2 separate regions of the Sus scrofa genome follow, and region 2 is linked to region 1. A link is a contact called in public promoter capture Hi-C data. All regions are on one chromosome and are shown on one strand. The core of a region is the stretch at or near the end of the contact, and the rest is flanking DNA. Distances in the headings are between cores, read along the strand shown.

Evidence for each region. Promoter capture Hi-C pulls out the DNA fragments that hold promoters and counts their contacts.
Region 2: a promoter capture Hi-C map of liver shows a contact between it and region 1, with 8 times the contacts expected there. The contact joins the enhancer-like site here to the promoter of CASP10 in region 1. A contact is called at or near these places in 2 of 5 promoter capture datasets (fetal liver and liver), 15 of 47 Hi-C or Micro-C datasets (alveolar macrophages, embryonic fibroblasts, epiblast stem cells and 6 more) and 2 of 2 datasets of contacts at active chromatin or transcription factors (alveolar macrophages and skeletal muscle).

The regions. Positions count from the first base shown.
Region 1 is chr15:104,855,610-104,862,127 of Sscrofa11.1, reverse strand. CASP10 (caspase 10) reads right to left here and starts at 4,027. Exons shown (of 12, transcript NM_001161640.1): 1 at 3,868-4,027; 2 at 1,946-2,411. The coding sequence starts at 2,286.
Region 2 is chr15:104,899,930-104,906,340 of Sscrofa11.1, reverse strand. No RefSeq gene overlaps it. Among named protein-coding and RNA genes, the nearest start is that of CASP8, 23 kb to the left of the region's middle. Within about 2 kb of position 3,905, at least 47 of the 83 cell types and tissues checked have an H3K27ac peak or open chromatin away from gene starts, as enhancers often do. A contact at or near this core is called in alveolar macrophages, fetal liver, liver and 3 more, where this site is marked.

The DNA of each region.
Region 1 (6,518 bases), core at 2,778-5,277:
CAAGAGACAAATTAAAGTCTCGCACTTGCAGAGGACAGGCAGTAAATTGAGGGATTTTAACAAACATTATCTCTCGGAGTTCCCGTTGTGGCTCTGTGGTTAATGAATCCGACTAGGAACCATGAAGTTGCGGGTTCGATCCCTGCCCTTGCTCAGTGGGTTAAGGATCCGGCGTTGCCGTGAGCTGTGGTGTAGGTTGCAGACGCGGCTCAGATCCCGCGTTGCTGTGGCTGTGGTGTAGACTGGCAGCTATAGCTCCGATTCGACCCCTAGCCTGGGAACCTCCATACGCCATGGGAGCGGCCCAAGAAATGGCAAAAAGACAAAAAAAAAAAAAAAAAATTATCTCTCTTTTTACTGATCACAACCCTGTGAGGAGGCAATTATTTATCTTATTGTATAAATTCATCAGTGAAAACTTTGAGGTGCAAAGTGACCTATTAAATTATGACCTATTAAATTATGACGGTGAGAAGTAGGTGCAGGGCTCCTGCTGCCAAGTCCAGGGCTGTTTCATGTCACACCAGGAGAGTGTAAACCATGGCTTTGTCATGCCCACTCATCTCCCACGTCCATCCCAGAACCAGGCTCACTTTATACCCAGTGAGGACTCGAAGCCAGTGATTATATACGCCACTCCTGAAAAAGAAAATAACTACCCCAATTCCTAGAGAGTCATATAACCAACAACCAGGAAAACTATAAATTTCATTCATGGAGTTCCCTTCGTGGCGCAGTGGTTAACGAATCCGACTAGGAACCATGAAGACGCAGGTTCAATCCCTGGCCTCGCTCAGTGGGTTAAGGATCTGGCGTTGCCGTGAGCTGTGGTGTAGGTCGCAGACGCGGCTCGGATCCCGCGTTGCTGTGGCTCTGGTGTAGGCCGGTGGGTGCAGCTCCAATTCAACCCCTAGCCTGGGAACCTCCATATGCCATGGGAGCGGCCCAAGAAATGGCAAAGAGACAAAAAAAAAAAAAAAATTTTCATTCACATACCAACACCCCTGCATGCCAGAGGCCATTCCACCGCTGTTTAACCAGAAGGTAGAAATAATGATCTCCGGAATTCCCTCCCTGACCCGGGGGTAGCTCAGGTTCTAGGAGCCAGTTTGAGCATTAAGGCCTGAAGGATTCCAGGCCCAAAAAATAACACTTCCAAGGCCCCTCCTTGTGAGGTTGTCTGATGCAGATACTATGTCAGCGGACAATTTAAAACAGTGTTGTCTGAGGTCTGATGTCTCTATTTTACCTCTCTGGGTTTCACCCCAAAATGTAACTGGACAGGGCATAAAGGACGTCCCTCCCTACCCTACAGACACAGCTCCTTTTTTATTTGGCTACTTTGGCTCCAAGTATGCATTGCTCTCTTCTCAGATGGCTGGGGAGAGGCAAATAGAAAAGTGACTCACAGGAGGAAGGATAGCCTGAGAGCCTGCAGGCTGCCGCAGAGGAAGGGATGGGCCTGCCTGCCGGGACGGGGGTGGGGGGGAAGGGGGGATGCTTCCCCCTCAGTGAGAAGTAAAACAAAAGGAAGGCATCCCCAGGCCCAAAGGGTTTTAAAGCTTTGCTAACCTCCTGGCCTCCCTTCTCATTAGCTCCTGAGCTAGAATCCACCATCCAAGGAAGTAGATAAGGAAAAAGAAATCTTAAAAATTAATTCCTTTTTTTTTTTTTTTTTTTAGGGCCATACCTACTGCATATGTTAGGTCTCCCAGGCTAGGGATCAAATTGGAGCTGTAGCTGGCAGCCTACACCACAGCCACAGAAACACCAGATCCGAGCCGCATCTGTGACTGTGGCGACGCTGGATCCTTAACCCACTGAGAGAGGCCAGGGATCGAACCCGCAACCTCATGGTTCCTAGTCGGATTTGTTTCCGCTGCACCATGATGGGAACTCCCACAGCCTCCTTTTAAAAGCCCAGCGGCCCAGCAGTGTTGATCACCTGAACAGGGAGACCTTCCGGCGGGTGGGCAGCAAGCATGCCACCTGCTCCTTGGTGTAGTGGAGGTGCCTTAGCAGGGAATTCTGCTTGATGGTGTACAGAAGCTCCGCTAGGAAGAAAGTGTCTTCTTCACTCAGCAGCTCCTCTGTCATCAGCTGATCAAAAATATCCACGGCCGAGTTGGACCTCTCCAGGCTCCTGGAGGAGATGTGGTCTCGGCAGAGAAACTTCAAGCGCTCCACATCTTGATCTCCGAGGTTCGAATCTATAATCAGAAGCTTCCCTCGAAAGTCCATTTGACAGTAATCATCTGAACTCAGACTTTGGCCTTGCGCTGTCATGGCCGGCCTGAGACAGCAGGTGGGGGCCGTGGGTTAGAGACTAAGGAGACGGGGCACCCCAACGTCCCAGGCCCTTCCTCCGTCCTGGTCGCCTCTGTTCCAGGCCTTAGACTTTTCTAGAAGTGCTGAAAAATGAAAATCACTGCGAGGTCATTTCAAAAACCTCTAGTCCAGAAAACGTGACCCCAACCCTGGCCTGTAGGTGGTCTGAAAGAGAGCTTTTACTGGAACTCAAGTGACCCTGAGTTCTCCCAAATCAAAATGTCCTGAGTGGAAAGTAGTCACAAGAAAGGGAGCTCTTAATTCATTCCCACCCACCTGCAGAAAGAGCAGTGTTACGTTTGAGAAACAAAGTAATCTGGAGGGGTTTACTTCCAGAAATGTCTACCAACCCAAGGCCAACAGGATAACATTACCACCATAACAGGGCAAGGCTTTACTGATTTCACAGAAAGAAAAGCTAGAATCCTAGACCCTAGAAAGAGTGAGTGGTTTCAGACAACAGACTAGGCAGGAAGTCACAAACTAACCCGCCTGACCGGTTCATAAACTTATGGTCTTTCTACATGAAATTTCATTCTAATCAGAGGAACGATAAATTGCAAAAAAAAAAAAAAAAAAAAAAAAGAAAATTTCAGTGTAATTACTCATTTTTTGAGGACGTGAAGTGTATGTTCTCTGTACAAGACTAGGCTGTTTAGAAATAAGAAATTACTCTCTAAAGGAAGGAGAACATAGCAAAGACAAAAAACAGGAGTTCCCACTGTGGTGCAGCGGAAACGAATCTAACTCATATCCATGAGGACTTGGGTTCAATCCCTGGTCTCGATCAGTGGGTTAAGGATCTGGCATTGCCGTGAGCTATGGTGTAGGTCACAGAAGCGGCTTAGATCCTGTGTTGCTTCAGCTGTGGTGTAGGCTGACAGCTACAGCTCCGATTCCATCCCGAGCCTGAGAACCTCCATATGCTGTGGGTGCGGCCCTAAAAAGAAAAAAGGAAAAAAAAAAAAAACCCAAAAAACAAACACCCCCCCCCCAAACATCAATAACAAAGAGTGGTTATATGAAGGTGGTATAATTACAGATAATATAAATTTTCTTCTGGGCTCCTGTCTGTTTTCTCAAATTTTACGCAATTATTTCGCTATTACTTTAATTGTTAGAAAAAGAACCCCCCCCATGTCATTTTTAATGTGATCATCCATGGGGTCTTCCTTGCTAATAGCTCTGTCATACTAGAAACCAAATGACTGGATTCTTGGAGACATCTTATTCTACGAGACATCTTAATCTAACATGGTACATTTGTCTCGCAGTTTCCTAAAGATTCTGATCTTTAGCTTTGGTGAGTCTACCCGACTTTGTCTCCATTTATAGACTAGCATATTTCTACCAGAAAAGGGCTATGTTGGAGCCTTCCTGGGGATTTTTAAACTTTCTTTTTTCCTGGGTTGGCTAATAAATCCAGACAGAACAGTGCCGTTGCTGGCAAGCGTGAGTTTTTCCAAGTTTCCGAGACACATAGCGAGGGCAAAGCCTGGAGTTTAAGACCCCAGCAAGAAAAAGGTATTAATTACATACCTTCAGATCAAATTCCACTGATCTTCTGGAGGTTAAAGTTCTCAGGGAAATTTCCTGGAAACACACCTTGAAAACAATTATAATCCTCTGCGTCCTCCACGTTCCAAGGAAGCTCCCATTTGTTCAGGAAGGGAACTCAACTTGGTGCAGCCCAGGCAAGTGAAACTGTCTCTGAGTTTCGGTAACTTATACTTAGCTCCTGCTGACATCATCTTTCAATCACTCTTCTTGCCTCCTCCCCTTTCGTGGGGTTAGGATAATGCTGACAAACGGCGCCTCCTAGAGGCAGATGCAAGACCAACAGATGAATCGGAGGAAATGCACGTTCCAGGAGGAAATGCACGTTGCAGGAGGAAATGCACGTTGCAGGAGGAAATGGAGGAAGTGCACATTCCAGGAGGAATCGGAGGTGCATTTCCAGGACGGGAACTCCCCAAACTAACCTTTAAAATGAAACTCAAAAAGCTCATGAAACAGTAGTCAGCCATCTTAACCCTTTCTCAAATAAGTCTACGTGCGAATAAACAAACAAATTTAAGGCAAAAAAAAAAAAAAAAAAAAGAATAAGGCAAAAATAAAAAGGAGGGGAACTAGACCTAAAAGCCCATTGGGAAGTATTTGCAAGGAACTCAGTTACCAGTAGACGAAACTGGTGAAGGCTCTGCCCTCCTCGCACATTCAACCCGGCAGAAAAAGATTTTACATTGAATAACAAGACACTATATGGAAGTTCCCATTGTGGCTTAGTGGTAACGAGCCTGACTAGTCCATGAGGAGGCAAGTTTGATCCCTGGCCTCTATTAGTGGGTTAAACGATCCAGCGTTGCCATGAGCTATGGTGTACGTCACAGAAGTGGCTCAGGTCTGGTGCTGCTGTGGCAGCGGGATAGGCCGGTGCTGTAGCTCCAATTGGACCCCTAGCCTGGGAACCTCCATATGCCGCAGGTGCGGCCCTAAAAAGCCAATAAATAAATAAACTATATAATAAAAGCAACACCTAACACTTGTATCCCAACTACCATATGCCAGGTAATATTGACTCATTTAAATCATCCCAACAACCCTCTAAAATAAATACTATTTAAAAATAATCATTTCTTGGAAGTTCCCGTCGTGGCTCAGTGGTTAACGAATCCGACTAGGAACCATGAAGTTGCGGGTTCAATCCCTGGCCTTGCTCAGTGGGTTAAGGATCCGGCATTACCATGAGCTGTGGTGTAGGTCGCAGATGCGGCTCAGATCTGGCGTTGCTGTGGCTGTGGTGTAGGCCGGCGGCTACAGCTTCGATTAGACCCCTAGCCTGGGAACCTCCATATGCAGCAGAAGCAGCCCTAGAAAAGGCAAAAAGACCAAAAAAAAACCACAACACTTCTTTCTTTCCTTTTGTCAAGATGTAATATGAAATGCCTTTTCTTCTGTAATTGTGGGAAGGGTAGAATGAATATTCCCAAACTTGTCTAAATTTAAGTAAATTCATTCTGTGGGTCAGAATGTTGCTTTGGAATTTGCCATAAGTTGAATTATACACTCATATTACTTCCACAATGAGGTTGTCTTTGAGGGTTAGAAATGTTTGTTTTGCTTCTTGGTAAACTTCAAAAGTTTGAAGTATAGTATATAATGGATACCCAGTAAATGCTTAACTACCAATAAAATAAAATAAATAGTATGACTATGACCCCTCTTTTAAAACATGAAAATTAAGACACAAAAATGCTTAATATTTTGTACACCGTCACGTGGTGAGCTAGTGGGAGAGCCAAGATTTAAACCAGTATGTTTGGCTTTAAGTCAGTACACCATAATTCAGCTAATTCAAATGCACAGAGCTCTGGAAAGAAGTACATTTATCTCCGAAGGCGGTTCTATGGGTGAAACAAAGAGAAAGATTAATGATACTTTATTAACAAATGTATTAAAGTGTAATTTCCATATCCAAGGCATCAGCTAAAAATGTCTGTGTTTCAGAAAAACAAGCCTGAGTGGCAATGGTTGCACAACAATGTGAGTATATTAGTAGCGCTACTGAAGTGTACTCATGAAAATGGTTAAAATGGGAAATTCATGTTATGCATGTTTTCCCACTATTTTTTTTTGAAAGATAACAATAAGATAGACAAGCTCTACATCTCGATCATCTCTTCATTTATTCTATTATTTATGTTTCATTCCCCAGACCACCTGGGGAGGCAACTTGATGAAATTATCATCCCTCACCCTGTTCATAAACTACATTAGCTTTTTCAACTTTTTTGTTCAGTAATATTAAATATTTATCGAGCTCTTCCTAGGTATAAAGCGCTGAATTGGACACAACTGGAAAGCAAAAGTGAATAAACCAAGGGTCTGCCTTCCATAATAATGAGAATGAATACCATTTCTTGACCTCTTTTTCTCTCCTGAACTCTCTCATGTTAGTGCTATTATCCATATCCAGTAGATGAGGAGATCAAAATTCGGAAAAGAAAATTATCTTGCCATCATCCCAACCCTAGGAAGAGTCGGGAATTCAGGACTGAAACCTAGGTCTCTCTAACTTCAAATCCCATGTTCTCGATCCCAAGGCTATTATTGCCTAGAACTCCATAGGAGGTAATCTAATCCCTGTAACTATTGGGTGGTGCGGTGCTGTAATGGGGTCCGCATAAGTG
Region 2 (6,411 bases), core at 2,656-5,155, 44 kb before region 1:
AACACGGCAAAAAACAAAAAAAAAGTATAAGCATGCTGCATATAATGTCAAATTAAATACCAGAAGAAACAGCTTTACATGTTCCAAGCGGGAGTTCCTGGAATGGCGCAGTAGAAAAAAATCCAACTAGGAACCATGAGATTGAGGGTTCGATCCTCAGCCTCGCTCAGTGGGTTAAGGATCCAGTGTTGCCATGAGCTGTGGTGTAGGTCTCAGACTCGGCTTGGATCTGGCGTTGCTGTGGCTGTTGCTAGGCTGGCAGCTGTAGCTCTGATTCTCACCCTAGCCTGGGAAACTTCGTATGCAGTGTGGCCCTAAAAAGCAAAAGAAAGAAGGAAGGAAGGAAAGGGAAAGAAACAAAGAAAGAAAGAATTATGCAAAGGATAACTTTTCACTATGAACTAACTGGTGTTTGCTGTGTAATGACGAGGCATCACCCAATATCGCCAGTTGTTCCTGCTCTGTTGCGGATCCCAAAATGTATTGGACTCGTTCCTACAAGAACTTGGCTGAACACGGCCCTCCTCCACGCATACCCAGGCAGTGGGTAACTAGAGTGGACTAATAACCAAAGAGAGGGTGGGTGGATCCCGATTGGCACCTGGTCAAGTCAGTGCGTGTGTGTCTGGACTGAGCAAGGCTGCAGCATCCACCACTTCTCATCTCCCACCCCCCATCCCCAACTTCCTCTGGAAATTCCAGGCTCACATCAGTATTCCCAAAGTTCAAGTGGCCAGCTGTGCTCAGCCTGCCCAGGCCCAACCCTGCACAGCCTCAAAGTGGACCCAGCCCGGGGGCTGCCCCAGAAGGCACAATGGTTTTTTTTGTTTGCTTTTTGTTTTTGCTTTTTAGGGCCACACTCAGGGCCTATGGAGGTTCCCAGGCTAGGGGTCGAATCGGAGCTGTAGCTGCCAGCCTACATCACAGCCACAGCAAGGCAGGATCCAAGCTGCGTCTGTGAACTACACCACAGTTCATGGCAACACCAGATCCTCAGCCCACTAAGTGAGGCTAGGGATAGAACCCAAAACCTCATGACTCCTAGTTGGATTCAGTTCCACTGCGCCACGATGGGAAATCTGAGACTAGGGCCCTTGAACACCAATGTCAGCACCTCTAGCCTGGCTCTCCCTTTACTAACACCTTGACCTATAGCCCTCAGTCTCTGGGGAAGGATCTAAAGTTGCTGATCAGACACAAGGGTCAGCCTTCCAGAAGCAGGCAGCTGGGAGCCTGGACTTGGGATCAGACAGCTCTGCATTCAGCTCTGCCTCTCGCTGAGGATCTGGATAACTTCCTTTGCTTCCCCGACCCTCAGTCTTCTCCTGTGGGAAAGAGAGATAAAAATGACTACCTGTGAGTGCCCACTGTGGCTCAGCAGGAATGAACTCGACTAGTATCTGTGAGGATGTGGGTTTGATCCCTGGCGCTGCTCAGTGGGTTAAGGATCCAGCATTGCCGCAAGCTGTGGTGTGGGTCACCGATGTGGCTTAGATCTTGCATTGCTGTGGTTGTGGTGTAGGCTCACAGCTGTAGTTGCGATTTAACCCCTAGCCTGAGAACTTCCATGTGCTGCATGTGTGGCCCTAAAAAGCAAAAACAATGACTACCTGATAAGGTTGCTCTGGGGAACGAGTAAATCAACACAGGTGGTGCTTACATAGAGTATCTATGAGTGTCCCATAAATGCTAATTCCCGAAAGCAGCCATTAGCCACCTTCTCTGCAAGCTGCTGGGGTGGGGAGGGCAGGCAGGAAGCCTGGCCACAGATCAGACCAGACGTGAGGTGAACCAGAAACCAGGGCTCGCTGCATGTGACTCAACCTGTTCCTAACCTTCGATCAGGCCACTCCCTCCAGAAACCCTCTCCTGCTCCTGCTCCTGGCAATGCCTGCCCATCTCCTGGGTCACTTGTTTCTTACTGCTTGGCATGGGGAGTTGTTCCTTATTAGTTTTACTTCTTTGAAAAATAAAACACCTCCCCTCAAAAAAAAAAAAAAAAATCCGGAGTTCCCGTCGTGGCGCAGTGGTTAACGAATCCGACTAGGAACCATGAGGTTGCGGGTTTGATCCCTGCCCTTGCTCAGTGGGTTAACGATCCGGCGTTGCCGTGAGCTGTGGTGTAGGTTGCAGACGCGGCTCGGATCCTGCATTGCTGTGGCTGTGGTGTGGCCGGTGGCTACAGCTCTGATTCAACCCCTAGCCTGGGAACCTCCATATGCCTCGGGAGCGGCCCAAGAAATAGCAACAACAACAACAACAAAAAAGACAAAAAAAAAAAAAAAAAAATCCCATCCACAGATACAAAAAAAAAAAAAAAAAAGCAGTCGTTTTATCACTGTATTTATTTATTTAAAGCATTGATTAAAAAGTAGAAACTTCTCTATGGCCTCTTTGGTGTCAACTTGAGAGGTCATCACAGTTAATACCTTTATTCTTTCCGTCTTTTTTCAGTGCACGTAAAGCCATTGTGACTCTTGCTCTGCCACTTGCTGGCTGTGTGCCCTTGGGCACGTTATTTAACAGCTTGGTGCTTTAGTTTCCTTATTCAGAGAGTAGAGACTGTAACACCTCCTGCAGTTGAGGGTTACTATCGAAAACGAAACACCTCTGACTCGAACCCAGCGAAAACCCAGATTGGGACTTGAACCCACAGTGTTTTTCAATTAGAATCACTCATCTGGTGTCTGGACTTACTAAAGCTCAGGTTCTTGGTGTCCCCGCCCAGAAGGAACTCAGCCAGAGACCACGTGAGAGGCAAGAAATAGATTTATTAAGATAGGATGTTTGTGAGAGATACCAGCAGGCAGCTGAGGAGACTCTGGCCCAAGAATTAGGTGGCTATATTTCTATCAGGGAAGGAAAGTGGGGAAGGGGAAAAGACTGCCTTCTTCCTCGTTCTTGGAGTAGATGTCCTGCTTACATCTTTATCTCCTCCTTTGTACTGGTGGAGAGAGCATTTGACCCTATCAGGTCAAACTAGGACCTCCACGGTGCTTATTCAAATCAACAGAAGGGTGGTAACATAAGCTAAAATATGTTGAATCATCTAAGGTTTCCATATAAGGAGGGTCTCCTACTCTGGAATATCATCTTTCCCTTAAATTCCTGTCTTGGGTCCTAAGGATCATTATCCTGCTGAACTTGAATGCAGGCCTCATTTTATCTTTCACTTAATGACCTGAGGCATCGCTCATATTTTCACTTATTTTGTTTTGTTTTGCTTTGTTGTTTTCTCATTTTATTATAAATGTGCTAGTTTTTTTTTTCTTTTTTTTTTTTTCTTGAGGTCTGTTGCGGAGGGGAGGGGGGTGGGCAACGTAGGGATAGAGGAGTAAGAGATACAAACTATTGGGTATAAAATAAGCTACAAGGATGTATTTCATATTTTTACCTATGAGTTTATCGTTAAGCAAGGCTGCTTCATTCCATGACATTCTGATGGCTTTCTCAAGCGAGTATTAACTTACAGTGGTCTCTCCAAAGTTCCCTAGGTTTCCCTCTCAATCTATGGTTCCCTAAAGGAATTTCTACAACTACTTGTGTAACCATCCTACTCTATCCCTATCACTACGACAATCAAATACTTGCGAAATATTTACAACAGCTCCCGGCACACACAGAGTAAATATATAACAAGTGTAAGCAAATATTATAACATCTCTGCACATATTATGTTACATATACAATTTGAGTGCAAAAGCAGGATCCAAATACTGTGCCAGAATCGATCAAGGTATTGCCTCCCAGCTCAAATCCACTGTTCTGAGTCCTGCTTGGTGATACTGTAACTAAACCTAGAAAACACCTCCTGTGCCCACTGGCACAATTTTGGATTTTGCAGGTAGAGGGCGCTGAAGGGACAGGCAAGCAAGAGCCCGGAGCATTCTCTTCCTGGTTTGTTTAGGCGGCACCTCTCCCTGCCTTCCGCCAGGCACGGAAGACACCGTGGTGCCCACTCGAGCACCGTGTCAGCACCCAGTGAGCAGCCCCTTGTTCATCGGCCCCGCTTGCCAACCGCAGACAAGCTCTGCCCCCCTACACACACACACACACACACACACACACACACACACACACACCCTATGCACGCGCGCGCGCGCGCGCGCACACACACACACACACACACACACACACACCCCCCATGCTCACCCCACCTCCAGGGAACTTCTTTATATTGTCAGTGGTCGCAGCAACAGCTTCAACCAGTTCTGAGTCACAACCTTAAGAGCAAGAGGAGTCTTCCAGATTCTTCCTTCCCTGATTCTCCCTCAGCCCTGGAGAACTTTAACCTTGAGTAATTAACCTTCTTTTGCTAATTAATCATTCGTATTAAGTTTTCCCTTTCAAATTAAATGACAGGTACGGTTTCCATCTCTGACTGATCCCTAATTGAATATATATATTATAGCCTGCCTTTTTTTTTTTTTTTAACTGCTCAAGGTAGTAGAATGGGCATCATTCCAGGTCTGTAATATAATCTCAATTAATTCTTGTAATTTATGCCCACTATACCCGTGCATACTTGTGCAGTTTACTTAGCCACTCCTCTATGTAAGGAATAGTTTCCAGTTTGGGTAGTTTGGGGGTAGGTTCCAGTCACTGTGTGGTACTGAACATGTGTTTGTGAACATGATTATTTCTGGGGAAAAATTCTAGAAGAATGAATTCATCTGTCATAGAATTGTGTAATTAAATATTTGAGAGATGTGGTAAAATTTCTTTTCCTAAACCAATTTATATTTCCAACAATAGCCCATAAAAGGGCCCATTTCACCACATCCTTTCCAATCTTTTTTTCATTAACTTGTATTAATCTGAGCAGTTTTGGTTTGTTTATGCTATTACTAAGATTTTAAAGTTCCATAACTTCAATATTCATTTTTATTTCCTCTATGAAATACTGGTTCACATCCTTTATTCATTTTGCAGTCGAATTTTTTTCATGATAATGATGCACGTGCATTTTTAATCACAAAAAAGAAAATATTGCTAAAATATTTCATTCGTACATCAAATCTGTAAATAGAATTTTAACTGCAACATAAAACTATTGACTTAGCTGTAGCTAACTTAGAACTTACGATCATGGAGAGTGAGGTTAACAAAAGTACGTTTTTGTTTAGTAAATCTTTCTTTTTTTTTTGGCTTTTCTAGGGCTGCTTCCCGCGGCATATGGAGGTTCCCAGGCTAGGGGTCGAATCAGAGCTGTAGCCACCGGCCAACACCAGAGCCACAGCAATGCAGGATCCGAGCCGAGTCTGTGACCTACACCACAGCTCACGGCAATGCCGGATCCTTAACCCACTGAGCAAGGCCAGGGATCAAACCCGCAACCTCATGGTTTCTAGTCGGATTCGTTAACCACTGAGCCACGATGGGAACTCCTGTTTAGTAAATCTTTCTTATCCCAATCCCGTAGATTGGCAAGATTCCAACTTTTCATCGCGTGCAATTGAGCTTTTTGTTTCTTTCTGATTCATAGAAATTTCTCCTCAGTTCATTCCTAAAAGTGAGTTTCATTTCACAAATTTTCGTAGAGACCTTCATCCTTAGTCACTTACAGAGCAAATATTTCCTCTTCATTTATTGCCTGTCTCTTTTATTGGGGTAAAATATACGTGACATAAAATTTACCATTTAAACCATTTTAAAATGTACAGGTCGATGGCAGTAAGTACCTGAACACTGTTGTGCAACCATCACTACCGTCTATCTCCAGACTTTTTCATCTCCCCACACTTCATTGCCTATCTTTTTGCAAATTGAAGTCAGTTGATTTACAATGTTGTGTTCATTTCAGGAGTACAGCAAAATGATTCAGACACACACACACACACACACACACACACACACACACGCAATGGAATAGTCAGTCCTGCGAAGGACCATGGAGACCTATAAGTTCTGATATAGAATAGCCTCCAAGAGGCATTCCCATGGCAGCTCAGTGGTCAACGAATCTGACTAGGAACCATGAGGTTGTGCGTTCAATCCCTGGCCTGGCTCAGTGGGTTAAGGATCTCGTGTTGCTGTGAGCTGTGGTGTAGGTCACAGACACAGCTGGATCTAGTGTTGCTGTGGCTGTGGCGTAGGCCAGCAGCTGTAGCTCTGATTAGACCCCTAGCCTGGAGCGGCCCTAGGGGAAAAATTAAAAAAAGAACAGCCTCCAAGATATGTTAACTTTGAAATGTGAAGTGTGGAACAATCTGCTAACATTTGGGAATGGGGTAAATGAGGCAAGGACACAGATACATATATGTTTCTATAAGAATAAAACATCTCTGGAAGAATATTTAAAACATTGGAAATAATAATTATCCCTATGGAAGGAATGGGGGGCTTGTGGGACAGGAGTTAATGTGAAACTTACTTTTCCCCGTGTATCCTTTTGTAGTGTTTGAATTGTTT